Regions from separate parts of the Sus scrofa genome. Here region 1 is linked to region 2. A link is a contact called in public HiChIP or PLAC-seq data. All regions are on one chromosome and are shown on one strand. The core of a region is the stretch at or near the end of the contact, and the rest is flanking DNA. Distances in the headings are between cores, read along the strand shown.

Evidence for each region. HiChIP or PLAC-seq counts read pairs in DNA pulled down with a chosen protein or histone mark.
Region 1: a contact with region 2 is called in an H3K27ac HiChIP or PLAC-seq map of skeletal muscle. The contact joins the promoter of C7H14orf93 here to the promoter of CDH24 in region 2. A contact is called at or near these places in 7 of 47 Hi-C or Micro-C datasets (embryonic fibroblasts, epiblast stem cells, mesenteric adipose tissue and 3 more) and 2 of 2 datasets of contacts at active chromatin or transcription factors (alveolar macrophages and skeletal muscle).

What each region holds. Positions count from the first base shown.
Region 1 is chr7:76,027,995-76,035,487 of Sscrofa11.1, forward strand. It overlaps C7H14orf93, which reads left to right and starts at 5,756. Exons shown (of 7, transcript XM_021099247.1): 1 at 5,756-5,813.
Region 2 is chr7:75,987,397-75,994,156 of Sscrofa11.1, forward strand. CDH24 (cadherin 24) reads left to right here and starts at 4,509. Exons shown (of 12, transcript NM_001243615.2): 1 at 4,509-4,813; 2 at 4,992-5,286; 3 at 5,482-5,601; 4 at 5,676-5,843; 5 at 6,016-6,203; 6 at 6,514-6,760. The coding sequence starts at 4,613. It overlaps ACIN1 (apoptotic chromatin condensation inducer in the nucleus), which reads left to right. Exons shown (of 19, transcript XM_021099243.1): 18 at 105-205; 19 at 897-1,838. The coding sequence ends at 1,223.

The DNA of each region.
Region 1 (7,493 bases), core at 4,506-7,005, 42 kb after region 2:
CAACGCGGGATCCAAGCTGCGTCTGCAACCTACACCACAGCTCACGACAACGCCGGATCGTTAACCCACTGAGCAAGGGCAGGGACCGAACTCGCGACCTCATGGTTCCTAGTCGGATTCGTTAACCACTGCGCCACGACGGGAACTCCCATTATACTATTTTTTTTTCGGTCTTTTTGTCTTTTTAGGGCCGAACCCACAGCATATGGAAGTTCCCAGGGTGGAGGTCTAATCAGAGCTATAGCTGCTGGGCTACCCTACAGCCACAGCAACTCGGGATCCAAGCCGTGTCTTCAACCTACACCACAGCTCACAGTAATGCCAGATCCTTAACCCACTGAGCAAGGTCAGGGACTGAACCGGCAACTTCATGGTTCCTAGTCTGATTTGTTTCTTCTGTGCCATGACGGGAACTTGGAGAAATTTCTTTATTTTTGTATCTGTCTTTTATGACATTTATACTTTGAAGAACAACAGACCATCATTTGTCCTGGGCAATTTGGATTCGTCCCTCATGATCCGATTCAGGTTAAACGTTTTTAGCAAGACTATCTCCCAGGTGATATTGTATACTTCCCATTGCAGTGGTGCTGGAGGCTCATAATGTCATTTTGTTACATTATCGGTGATACTGAAGTTTGCCTGCTAGGTTTCTCCATTATAAAGGTATGTTTGCCCTTTGTAATTAATTAGTAAACTAATAATAAGTAGAGTGATTATTTGAGATCATGGGAATATCCTGGACTCCCACAATCTTGCATCTATTGGCTTTAGCATCCATTGATGAGCCCTCCTAAAGCAATTTTTACATGGGTGGCTGCAAATGTTGGCTTTCAAATTCTGTCATTTCTTCTACCCATATTAGCTGGGATCTAGCTTTCTTCTCCTATTCTTCTCCTTTCTTTTCCTTTATTTATCTTTAATTTTTCATTTTATTGCATTTTAGAGTTTTTGTATTTTTTTTAACTTATTTTCAAAGAAAGACTTCCCAGTTGTTTATTCAATTTATTTTGCATTTAATAATTCATCAAGGAGTTCCCACTGTGGCTCAGCAGAAACAAATCTGACTAGTAACTATGGGGACACAGGTTCGATCCCTTGCCTCGCTCAGTGGGTTAAGGATCTAGCATTGCCATGAGCTGTGGTGTAGGCCACAGAGGTGGCTCGGATCCCATGTTGTTGTGGCTGTGGTAAAGGCTGGCAGCTACAGCTCTCACTCGACACCCTAGCCTGGGAACTTCATATGTTATGGGTGTGGCCCTAAAAAGATTCATCAAATTCAGAGTTCTCTTGTGGCGCAACAGGTTAGGGATCCAGTGCTGTTACTGCAGCGGTCCAATACACTGATAGGACTTGGGGCTGTGGTACACTGCTATGGCACACAGGTTCATTCCCTGGCCCAGGAACTTCCACATGCCTTGGGCACAGTCAAAAATAAAATCTCATCTGCTCTCACTCCTGCTACAACATAAATTACTCACCCTTTCTTGAGTACTATTCCCTCCTGCCTGCCTGTCTTCCTTCTCTTTTCCTTTGCATGTAAATGTAGATCAGCCTTGACTCAGTAGAGCCCAGGTAGGATCCTTGGTGGCATGTGCTATCTTCCACCTTTCTGAAATGTCTTTCCTTTCTCCAAATCCCAGCTTTCTCAGACAGTTCCCTCTCCAGTGTCTCTGAGGACACTGTCCAGACTGGCTCTGGGATTTCCTTCCACTACTATTCTAAAACGCTCTCATTGGGGGAAAAAACTGTAACTGCAATGTATACATCTAAGGATAACCTGACCCCCTTGCTGTACAGTGGGAAAATAAAATAAATAAATAAATAAATAAATAAATAAATAAATAAATTACATACTTCTAGGTTTTATAACAAAATTAAAAAAAAATAAAAAATAAAACGCTCTCAGGTGTGCTCAAGAATGATTGTCAGGAGTTCCCATCGTGGTGCAGCAGAAATGAATCCAACTAGGAACCATGAGGTTGCGGGTTCAATCCCTGGCCTTGCTCAGTGGTTTAAGGATCTGGCGTTGTCGTGAGCTGTGGTGTAGGTCGAAGATGAGGCTTGGATCCTGCGTTGCTGTGGCTGTGGTGTAGGCTGGCAGCTATAGCTCCCATTAGACCCCTAGCCTGGGAACCTTCATATGCCGTGGGTGTAGCCCTAAAAAGACAAAAGACCAAAAAAAAAAAAAAAAAAAAAAAAAAAAAGAATGACTGTAGGAAACAGCTTCCCTGGGAGTTCCTGTTGTGGCTTAGTGGGAATGAATCCGACTAGTATCCATGAGGACTCGGGTTCGATCCCAGGCCTCACTCAGTGGCTTAAGGATCTGGCGTTGTGGTGAGCTGTTGTGGTCACAGATGTGGCTCAGATCCAGAGTTGCTGTGGCTGTGGTGTAGGCTGGTAGCTGTAGCTCCAATTCAAGCCCTAGCCTGGGAACCTACACATGCTGCAGGTATGGCCCTAAAAAGCAAAAAAGCAAAACAACAACAACAAAAAAGAAACAGCTTTCTGGCCTCATGCCAGAGGAAGTTAGATTTTACCATAGGGAGAAGAGAAACAGATTATTACTTTTTTTTTTTAGGGCTGCACCCACAGCATATAGAGTTTCCCAGGCTAGGGGCTGAATCGGAGCTACTGCTATTAGCCTACACCACAGCCATAGCAACTCTGGATCTGAGCCACGTCTGCAACCTACACCACAGTTCACAGCAATGCCGGATCCTTAACCCACCAAACAAGGCCAGTAATTGAACCCGCCACCTCATAGTTCCTATTCAGATTCATTTCTGCTGCGCCACAACAGGAACTCCTGTCCTAGGATATTATCAAAAGTTAATGTTTTTCTGGCTGGCTTGTGTTATTTTTTTAATTAATGGAAAATTTGGGAAAGGAAACACAAAATCTATAACCCTTAAAAATATAAACGCTCCTGCCTCATTTCCATGTAACAGGCAAAGCTGTTGCTTGGGTTGCCACATAAGCCAGGGTGATGCTAGGGTGAAAACTCTTGGAGGCAACTGGACTTTCTACTGAGAATGAAATCCTACCAAGAATGTCCCAGACTTTGAGAACCAACAAGTGAATGGAGGAGGCCTGAGTGACAGCTAGTGCTGAAATGTTGGGGATGCTGAATAAGACAGCTGGCTTGAGGTTCCGGGTGGGCAATCTATTAGCTATGAGACCTTGTAGTACCTCTCTCTGATCCTCTGTTTTCTATAAAATGGGGATGCCGATAACCTGTCTGCTTTATACTGATCTAATTATGTTATCTAATTTCATATATTTCACTTATCATATTGAATTTTCCCCAATTATCCTGGTAAAAGTCCATTACAGTTTTTTTCCTGACCCACATTCAATCAGAGATCATATTTCGAATTTAGTGGTTATATCTTTTTATTGTCCTTTAATTTAAAACAGTCCCCTCACCTTTGTGTGTGGCTTCATTACGCTGATATCTTAGAAGCATTCAGGCCATTTGTCTTGTGGAATGTTGTGAGGATGAAATCAGATAGCAATAGTTTTTTAAAGCTGTGCTGTTGAGCCAGTGAGGCACAGCAGTTAAGAACTGGGGCTATGAATGAGTTCTTTTGCGGCTCAGTGGGTTAAAAACCCAAAGTTGTCTCTGTGAGGATCCAGGTTCGATCCCTGGCCTCACTCAGTGGGTTAAGGATCTGGTATGTTGCCGAAAGCTGCTGTGTTGGTTGCTGATGCTCCTCGGATCTGGCATTGCTATGGTTGTGGCGTAGGCCTCAGCTGCAGCTCCAATTCGACCCCTAGCCTGGGAACTTCCATATGCTGTGGTTGCATAAAGAAAAAAAAAAGAACTTGGGCTATGAAGCTAGATTTTCTGGGTTCAAGTTCCAAGCCTACCTCTTACTAGCTCTGTGACCTTAGTCAAATTATTATACCTCTCTGTGCCTCAGTCTAATCTATAAAGTGAGGATAATGATAGTACCTCCCCACTATTACAGAGATTATTAAATAAGTCAATACCTGTAAAGTGTTCAGAGCAATCCTTGCACATTAAGTGCTCATAAACTGTTACTATAGAAGACAAATACTTGTGGGATCTGAGTTTCAAAATCTTAGCTAGAAAAAAAATCCACTCATTTAATTATATATGATTTTTTTTTCAGTGCTTAATAAATGTCCATAATTATGCCAGCTGCTGCAGTAAGGATAAAAAAAAGAAAAAAGTTCCTGAAGGGAGTTCCCACCATGGCTCATGAGGATGCAGGTTTGATCCCTGGCTTTGCTCAGTGGGTTAAGGATCTGATGTTGTCATGAGCTGTGCCATAGGTCACAGAAGCTGCTTGGATCTGATATTGTTGCCCCTTGAATCTGTGGTGTAGGCTGGCAGCTGCAGCTCCTATTCAACCCCTAGCCTGGGAACCTCCATATGCCGTGGGTGTGGTCCTAAAAAATAAATCCCCCCAAAAAGTTCCTGAATGGATGAAAGTTTAAGATATATAATCTCTGGGAGTTCCCTTTGTGGCACAGTGATTAATGAATCCGACTAGGAACCATGAGGTTGTGGGTTCGATCCCTGGCCTTGCTCAGTGGGTTGAGGATCCAGTGTTGCCATGCGTGAGCTGTGGTGTGGGTTGCAGATGCAGATTGGATCCCACGTTGCTGTGGCTGTGGCTGTGGCTGTGGCTGGCAGCTACAGCTCTGTCTGATTAGACCCCCTAGCCTGGGAACCTCCATATGCCACAGGAGCGGCCCTAGAAAAGGCAAAAAGACAAAAAACAAACAAACAAACAAAAAAAAAACCAAACTCTGATCTCAATTTACTAGGGTGAAATTACTAAAACATTTGAAACAATCAAGGTAGAATTAAGCACAGCTAACTTGAGTAAGCATGAAGTTCATGCTGATAAAGGAGAGAAGGAAGTGGTCTGCGTTGACTGAAACAGCTGAAGAATGGATAAAAACTGACTAGTCAAAGACAGGCATTATTTACTGCAGACGGATGAGACCACTTGAGCAAAGGAATAATACCAATAATACCGGAGTGAAGAGGTGAGGGCAGTGGGACCCAAGTACAAACAGGGGCCTGGGGCCAGACTATGGGTGGTTTAAAATCCAAGTGTAAACAATCGGGTCTTCATGCAGGAGGTAAAGGGAGACCATTTTAGGTTCTTGAGAATGCAGTATTAGCCAAATAGAGGAAAAACTGGGGACGAAGGCTGAGCAAAATCCACGCCCAAAGTGTAAGACTACTTTATTTTTCACCTGAAGGACATCACATACTTGTAGGAATGTTCACTTAAAGGTGGGAGCGTTAAGCAACAGACGTGACCCAGACATTCTACCTGGAAATCATGAACTCTGGCCCAAGGACCAAGTGCTTGATGCATAATCCCAGTTTAGAAATTTTACTGACTAGTTAAGTTTGGCAAATTGTCGGAAGGTGCTCACTCACTGGATTGTTATTTATGCTGATGACGAGGGCCTGGATTCACAGAGGAAAAAAACAACATGGGAAAGGGTGAAAGGGGGGGTGAGAAAGTGAAAGGAAGGGGAAAGAAGTAGGGAAGGGCACAGGTGTCAGCCATGGCGCCAGAGACCGAGCTGCAGAGGTCGGGGGTCTGGAGTCTGGGGTCGGGGGTCGGGTGGCCCTTAGGAGCGCCCCCTCCCCCAGGGGCACCGTCCTCAGGCGCCGCGCGTGTGCTCGCGGGCGGGGCGCCCCGCGGCCGCTGGCGGCCAATCCGGGCGGGCGTCCGGGGAGGGGCGGGGCTTGCCGGCTCCGGCTCCGCGAGTCCTCCTTTTTGCACACACACGAATACAAAGAGCCATACGACCTTCGGGTATCCTTTTTCCATTTTTTTTCCTCCTTAATCTTGTGTGTGTTTTCAAATTTTTTAAAAATAGAGATCTGTGGCAGTGCTGGGGTGAGGAAACTGTTGCTAAGGGGAATGTGCGCTTTCCCCCATTTCTTTTTCTGTCTCTCTTCCTCTTTCTTTTTCCTGGTCAAGGTTTTAAATATACCAAGAAGTTGAGAAGCAGGATGGCCGTGTACAACTGTTTCCAGCCAAATTTATATTTTTTCTTTTTGCTATCACATTTTAAGAACTGGTAAATTTTTATGGTCAAGGGATTTAAAAAAAAAATTTGGCCTCTTGGGAAGTATAGATTTCTTTTTTTTTAAGCGGGCTCGAAGGGATAATGTAAATTTCTGCCACAGGCAACGTCGAAGGAAGCGGAGATTTGAGACTCCCTCACAAAGCTGTTTGCGTGCGTTTTACACACCCTCCCCCCAGAACCAAAACTAAGTGGCTTGAATGTGGCAATTGTCCAAGGCCAAGAGGCTAAAAATGTTTAGATATTCTTAATTGTAACACTCATTTCCCTGGGGAGGGGGGAGTCAAAGCCCTTCTTACAGTATGTCTTACAAACATTTTTCATGAGAACCTTGTGTGTGTGTGTGTGTGTGTGTGTGTTTCCTGAAGCAAATAATTTCGTAAAGATTTATCTTGGGGTTTTGTGCTTTGTGTATATGTACAGTATGTGTATATGTGCCATATCAGATTTTATTTTCAAAAGTGACTGCCTTTGGTTTTATGTGTGCAAAGTAGCCCCTAGGATGTGGATTTTTTTTTTTTTTTTCTGTTGTGTTCCCAAATGTGATCCAGACAGGAGTTTATGTGCAAATTAAACCTGAGAAGAAATCCCATGCATAAAATACTTAGGCACTTTCATTCTATGTGCATTTGATATTTTTTTTGCTCTACTTCTAAAGTACCAGATTAAATTGCCAGGGAATATGTAGTCCATGTGGCAAATGAGGATATGCAATTTATTGAGTCTGTGGTTAAAGCCTTCTTTAGTGACTGTTTTGCCTTAGTGGTTTTGGTTTTTATTGTCTCACGTTCTTAAATGTACAGCTGTGTATATTTTGGCCTTTATGTGTGGTTTGGTTGGTGTGTTCAGAAGGGAAGTTCTCTCTTGGCTTTTTGACAAAATGGTCGTTTATAGGTTGGGATTTGTTTCAAAAGCTCCACAGCTGGCAAAGTATCAGGAAAATAATTTAGTCAAGTCCAATTCTCAGAAACTGTTCATAGTGGTGGTGATGATGGAGGAGGGGCCAAGAGGAAGCAAAGGCCAATAATATATATGCAGGATAAGAAATGCATTTTGGTTATCATGTTGCATTTTTGGAATGAAAATGCTCAAAGTCACAGAGAGAAGTGTGTGTATGAATTGAGAGGGCTGAGAGCAGTGTCTCCCTGTACAGGAGCTGTATTCTCACTTCACTCTTTCAGAACCACTGTCTCCTATTAGGAGTCCTACAGAAAATATTTACATTCAAATCTGTATTTGCAGATTGGGGTGAAAGCATAGGAAGCATATGGGCTGATGAGGGAGAAACTGGAATGTCACAAGTGAAGTAGCAACCAGGAGATAAAAAAAGGATCTATGGTAGAGTTCAAATTTCACACAAAACCCCAGTATGACGATGGTAGTACATTCCCGTTCCCCAGCCAGCA
Region 2 (6,760 bases), core at 3,259-5,758:
AGCAGTGGGGGTACACAGACCCACAAGTAGGTGGGGAAGGGACCTAAATGGGATGGGGCACAGGGTTGTGTGCATCAAGTCTGACTCACTTTCTTCCACCTCAGAGAAAGCTCAGGAAGAGCCACCTGCCAAGCTGCTGGACGACCTTTTCCGTAAGACCAAGGCAGCTCCCTGCATCTATTGGCTCCCACTGACTGACAGCCAGGTGAGCACCTGCTTTCTTGCCCTGCTCAGAGCACATCAAGGCTAGGGAGCCCAAGCAGGTGGAAAGTCATGTGACTATGAGAGTGAATAGGCCCAGGTTTTGGCTTAGGATAATAAGGCAGAGACTAAGCCTCAGAGAAAGGCAGTTTTACAACCCAGTTAATTGAGTATGTCATAGAGAAGCCAGACCCCTGAAGGCACAGAGAAACACGTTGGTCGGAACTTTATGTCCCAGGAAGTTGGCTGTGCCAGTCACGCCTCTTAGAAATTGATTTTAGTTAGCTAAGAAATCTGTGTTTTATAAACTCATCTGTTTCTCTTCTTTTTAATGTCTGGGGATATTAGCCTTTTAAATTCAAGTTTCTTTGTGATGGGCCTTTTGCGAATTTTAGGCTTAGGCTACTCCACTAAAGAGAAGAGAGATTTGTTCACATCTAGGTAGCTTGGGAAGTACCAGAGGCGAGGCACAGATGGTACCACTACCTGTCGTGGGCATAAAAGGTGAAAACTAGGAGGGCTTGGGGCTCTGAGACAAGGACAAGTGTGACTGAGGAGCGCTCCCCCTTCTTCTGTAACAGCGAGACTGACAGGGACCCCAGGCTAGGAGTGCAGGGTCCAGGGGCAGGGAGATGGGGTGGGACTGCTGTGAGTGGGGCTGAGGTGCCTCCCTCTGCCTTCCCTGCCTGCTACAGATTGTTCAGAAGGAGGCAGAGCGGGCTGAACGGGCCAAGGAGCGGGAGAAGCGGCGAAAGGAGCAAGAAGAAGAGGAGCAGAAGGAGCGGGAGAAGGAGGCGGAGCGGGAACGGACCCGACAGCTGGAAAGGGAGAAGCGGCGAGAGCACAGCCGGGAGAGGGACAGGGAGAGAGACAGGGACAGGGAAAGGGACAGGGGGGATCGAGATCGGGAGAGGGAGAGGGATCGGGAACGAGGCAGGGAGAGGGACCGCAGGGACACCAAGCGCCACAGCAGGAGCCGGAGTCGGAGCACACCTGTGCGGGACCGGGGTGGGCGCCGCTAGCCAGAAAACACTAGGGAGAGCTGCAGGCGTCAGCCACCCTGCCCCAGGGGGTTCAAGGCCACAGAGGGATAGGTACAATCTCCACCACCCTGGAACCAGGGGTCTTTCACATCTTTTGCCCAGTGATGAAGTATGGCTGCCACCTGTCCCCACATACCAAATGGAGCAGTGGCCAAGAATCTTCCCCACCACCACCCCGGTAATCTTATCTCTTGGGACTTAGCCCTCTCCTCTCTCTCATTTCCCATTAAGTCTGTGAGAGGGAAGAACTAGGTGAAGGAGGGAGGTGGTTGGCCCAGAGGTCGGGAGCAGCCAGGAGCCCCAAGCCTCTTGTTTTTCCTCCATCCTGCTCACCACCTGCTTTGGTACTCGCACCCACTTCTTGGGAACAGCCGGGGCCAGGACTGGGTCACCTATGAGCTGAATCAGCATCTCCTCCTGAGTCCCAGGGCCCCTGCAGTTCCCAGTCTCTTCAGTCCTGCAGCCCTTGCCTCCTGTCCACCGGTTCCACTTTATATCCACCTTTTCCTTTTGTTCAATTTTTATTTTTATTTTTTTTTATTATTAAATGATGTGGTCTATGGAAAATAATAAATCTGACTTAGTTTTAACTAGTGTGTGAGTGAGTGGCTTTCCTTGGACAGGGCCTGGGTGAGAGCCAAATTGAAGAGGAAGCTTGAGTATGCAGTGCAGCCGTGTTGCTGGCATTCCCTACACTTCACTTAGCCTCCTGCTTCCCGGAGCAGGGACTCACCACCCTCCCTCCATCCCTGCCACCGCAACTGCGGATCTTCCTCTCTAGAGGGTAGAGGGGAAGACCCCCTGGGAAGAGAGGGGTCCTTTCAGGGCTTCTCAGCCCTGTGCTAGAGGCGTTCGGTCACCTGCTTGGCACCTTGAAGGTGCCACCAGGGGGCGGCAGCCGCTCGCTCTGTAGGCTCCTGTAAATGAGCTTCCCCAAGAGGCTTCGCTCCCCACCTCCGTGCCTTCCCGCCGAGGCTGTGCCTTGATTCCTGACCTGTTCCCTGAGCCCAGCCCGAGGACTCCCTGGACCCTTACGCCGCGCTTAGGGTCCCCAGTCGGCTCGCTATGCTGCCCTGCACGGGCTCCCAAAATGCCACCGCCTCACGGCCGGGGTGTACAGCAGCTCCCAAGGCCGGACCGGGAACAAGGAGCGGGGAGCAGGGCCTCCGCAGTGGGCTCTCGACTCCCCGCCTCGCCGCACGCTCGCCCTTCACCCGGCTACTGGGGGCGTGCGGGCCGCTTTGCGTTCCTGGGTGCGCCCTCCCCACTAGCTCTTCGGAAACGGCCTGGCGCCGTGGCCTGGACGCCCTTCTGCCCTCCTGCCCCTCCGGGCGCTGCGGACCCCGGCCCAAAAGGGAGCCGCATCTGTATGCGCCCGGCGGCCGGCAGCGCCGAGGGGGCGGGCACCAACGCCGCCCCCGCCCCCGCCCCCGCCGCGCGGCCCGGGCTGGGCAGGGGAGGGTCGGAGGCTGGGCTCTCCTCTCCTGCGCGGCGCGGAGCCGCCTCGCTCCTCCGCAGGCGGAGCCTCCTTCCCCCGCCCCCTCCGTCTCGCTCCCTTGTTCTCAGCCGGGGCCGCTCAGACCTGCAGCGGAGCCGCGGCGCCCGCTCGGATCGGCTCGGGGCTGTGCCCCCCTGGGACCCGGCGGCTGGGGCCGGCGGAGACCGTCCCCGCCGGGCTGGGCCCCTCGGCACTGCCAGGTAAGGGCTTCTGCTCCGGAGCCCGCGGTCGGGAATTCGCGCAGGGGCAGCAGGGGGCCCGCAGCCTGCGGGTATCTTCAGAGCGGTGAGCGGTGCGCTCCGCGGCTGGGAGCCCACTGCCGGCTCCCTTCTCCCGCGCTCTCCAGCTTTCCCTTCTTCCCTCGCACCTCTCTCCCTCTTTTAACCATTTTCCTCTCCCTCGATCTCTCTTCACCCAGCCTTCTCTCTGCCTGTTTGCCTTCTCTGCCCCTTCCCTCTGTCTCCCCAACCCTTCTCTCTCCTTCTTACCCTGTCTTGCTCCATCTCCTCTTCCTCTTTGCTGTTTTCTTCCTCCACCTCTCTCTCCTTTCCCGTCTCTTCCTTTTCCCGCTCTCCTTTCCTTCCCCTGTTCCTTCTCTCTCCTCTCCCCTTCCCTTTCCCACTCTCCTATTTCCCACTCCTCTCTCCCTTTCCTTCTCCCTCCTCGTCCCGCCTCCCTCTCCGGTCGCCGGCTCGCCTCCGGCTTCCCTCTTCCCTCGGGAAGGAAAGGACTGTCAGGTGTGTGTCTGCTCTGGGGGAGGAGAGGCGCAGCCACAGCCACCTGGGGGGACCCCCTAGGAGGAGAGGGAGAAGACAGTGGTGGGAAGGGTCCTCTCTCTAGCTTCCATCCCACAGCCCCTCCTGGCTGCCCCCTCTCCCAGAATGAAGTTCTCCTCCAGGGTGGCCTGGTCTAACCCCCTCAGCTGAAGCTGCCCCTTCCTGTCCATCACACATACTGAAAGCCCCTCTGCCCTCTCAGCCACCCATTCTCTAGCCTGGTACCCATATGACTCCTCTCTGCTTTTCAGACACCCAGGCTGCCACCTTGGGTCTCTTTCCTTCTGTCTCTTGCTGCCATTCTGTCTCTGTCTCTGCAGCCAGTCCCTGAGTCTTGGTCTCAACCTCAATCACGCTGTGTCTCTAGCCTCTGGGTCTGCCTCTGCTCCCCCTCCCCGGTCTCCTGGCCTCTGCCACCCCTCTTCTTCCAGCTCTGGCCCCTACAATGCCTCATGAGTCCAGGTCTCCCTTCAAGGACTTCAGCTAGCAGTGTGTTAGGGTCAGTTTCTGGAGAGGCGGGGTTCTCTGTGGAGGAGGGACTTTCACAGGCTTTCAACCCTGTTTGAGGCTGCACTCCTTGTCCTCTCACCCTGACCCTAGGCACCCTCAGATCACACCTCCAGGAGTCCAGATCCCTTTATTTTAAGCCCTTTCCCTGGTAGCCCCCATTTCCTCCAGCCCCCAGCTGCATGCCCACCCTGGGAGAACAGGAGCCAGATTTGAGGTTCCCAGCCCTCCCAGCATACCCTCTCCTATTTTCTCCCCAAGCTTCTCTACTCACTTGACTGGCCGGAGATTTATCAGCTTGGAGGGCTGGAGGTGAATACAGGCAGAGCCTGGGTGGAGGGAAAGATCAGACTGCTTTCTGTCTTAGTCTGGTTTCTGGTCACTGGTGTTTCTGGTTCCTCGGAGGTCTGATCTTGAGCATCTAACTTTGGAGGGGGGAGGGTTAAGGGTTTCCTTGACCCTGAACAGCTACCTCTCCTGCAGGTGTGGATCCATGGGGTAGTCCCAAAGCATCTGCCCCTCTGCCCCAGGCAGCTCATGCCTTAACACCCAGGGGCAGTGAACAGAGCCCTGGCTGGTGCCCAAACATGTGGGGCCTGGTGAGGCTCCTGCTGGCCTGGCTGGGTGGCTGGGGCTGCATGGGGCGCCTGGCAGCCCCAGCCCGGGCTTGGGCAGGGTCCCGGGGAGGCCCAGGACCAGCACTGCTTCGGACCCGAAGGAGCTGGGTGTGGAACCAATTCTTTGTCATTGAGGAATATGCTGGACCAGAGCCCGTCCTTATTGGCAAGGTAAGGATCAAGCCTCCCATGTCTACCCTGACTCTCAAGGCTCTGCCCTGCAACTTCACTTCTGCAATGACCTTGGTCCCTCAGAACTCCCAACACTCCACCGAGGCCCAGACTTAGACTCTTTAACTTTCTGTCCCTGCGCTTGGAACCCGCTGCCATCTTTCCCTGACCCGTACAGCTGCACTCGGACGTGGACAGGGGTGAGGGCCGCACCAAGTACCTGCTGACGGGAGAGGGGGCAGGCACCGTATTTGTGATCGATGAGGCCACAGGCAATATCCATGTCACCAAGAGCCTGGACCGGGAGGAGAAGGCCCAGTATGTGCTACTGGCCCAAGCTGTGGACCGAGCCTCCAACCGCCCCCTGGAGCCCCCATCAGAGTTCATCATCAAGGTGCAAGACATTAATGACAATCCACCCATCTTTCCCCTCGGGCCATACCACGCCACAGTGCCCGAGATGTCCAACGTCGGTGAGTATCCCGAGTCCGGACATCGTGGATCCCACCTCCTAGAGCGCCCTCCCTCACCTCTCCCTCCCCCACCCCTTTCTGCCCCGGAAGCCACCTCCCTCAGTTCAGCCCCACTCATGTCTGGGTCCTGATCGTCTGCTGTTCTTCCCTACTTGGCTCTGCCCCTGCTGAGTGGGGTGCCGGGATCCCCCACAGGGACTTCAGTGATCCAGGTGACTGCTCATGATGCTGATGACCCCAGCTACGGGAACAGCGCCAAGCTGGTGTACACCGTGCTGGATGGACTACCTTTCTTCTCTGTGGACCCCCAGACTGGTGAGGCTAGAGCTCAGGAGCCGGGTGGGGCTGCCTTGGGACCAGGCACCCTCTGATCCATCATCTCTCCCTAGGAGTGGTGCGGACCGCCATCCCCAACATGGACCGTGAGACGCAGGAGGAGTTCTTGGTGGTGATTCAGGCCAAGGACATGGGTGGCCACATGGGGGGGCTGTCGGGCAGCACTACGGTGACGGTCACCCTCAGCGATGTCAACGACAACCCCCCCAAGTTCCCGCAGAGTAAGGGGCCAGTGCTGTCGCCTGAGCCATCTTTTAAGCACCCCACCCCTTGCAGCCTCTTGAGAAATCTGCCCTCCCACCCCTCCCGAGCCAGGCCTGGGAGAAGGACATGCCGGGAGAGGGAGGAGGGCTGGAGACCTCTCTAAGATCGTCTCCCTCCATCCTCCCCAAGGCCTGTACCAGTTCTCCGTGGTGGAGACCGCTGGGCCGGGCACCCTGGTGGGCCGGCTGCAGGCCCAGGACCCAGACCTGGGGGACAACGCCCTCATGGCATACAGCATCCTGGACGGGGAGGGGTCCGAGGCCTTCAGCATCAGCACAGACTCCCAGGGTCGAGATGGGCTCCTCACTGTCCGCAAGGTTAGCCTCCTGTCTCATGCCACAGACCCACTCATAACTGCCTCCTGCCCCAGGGGTCATGCCTCTAACTGGTCTAGAACAGACTCAGGATCCCTGTGTTGGAGCTTGGAGATCATGGTCACCTCCTCATCCTTCAGATGAGGGCCTGGGGCACTTCATGGGGAAGTGACTGGTTGAAGACTTTGCATAGAGCAAGTCTGTGATGGAACTGGGGGCAGACCTAGAGTTCTGCCCACCAAGGCTACCACCCCTCTGGTGCCCTCCTCCCTGGTCTCCATCTGCCGCAGTCACTCCATCTCCCTCCCCACAGCCCCTGGACTTCGAGAACCGTCGCTCCTACTCCTTCCGTGTGGAGGCCACCAACACGCTCATCGACCCAGCCTATCTGCGGCGAGGGCCCTTCAAGGACGTGGCCTCAGTGCGCGTGGCTGTGCAGGACGCCCCAGAGCCACCTGCCTTCTCCCAGGCTGCCTACCACCTGTCGGTGCCCGAAAACAAGGCTCCCGGGACCCTGGTGGGCCAGGTGTCAGCCTCTGACCTGGACTCCCCAGCCAGTC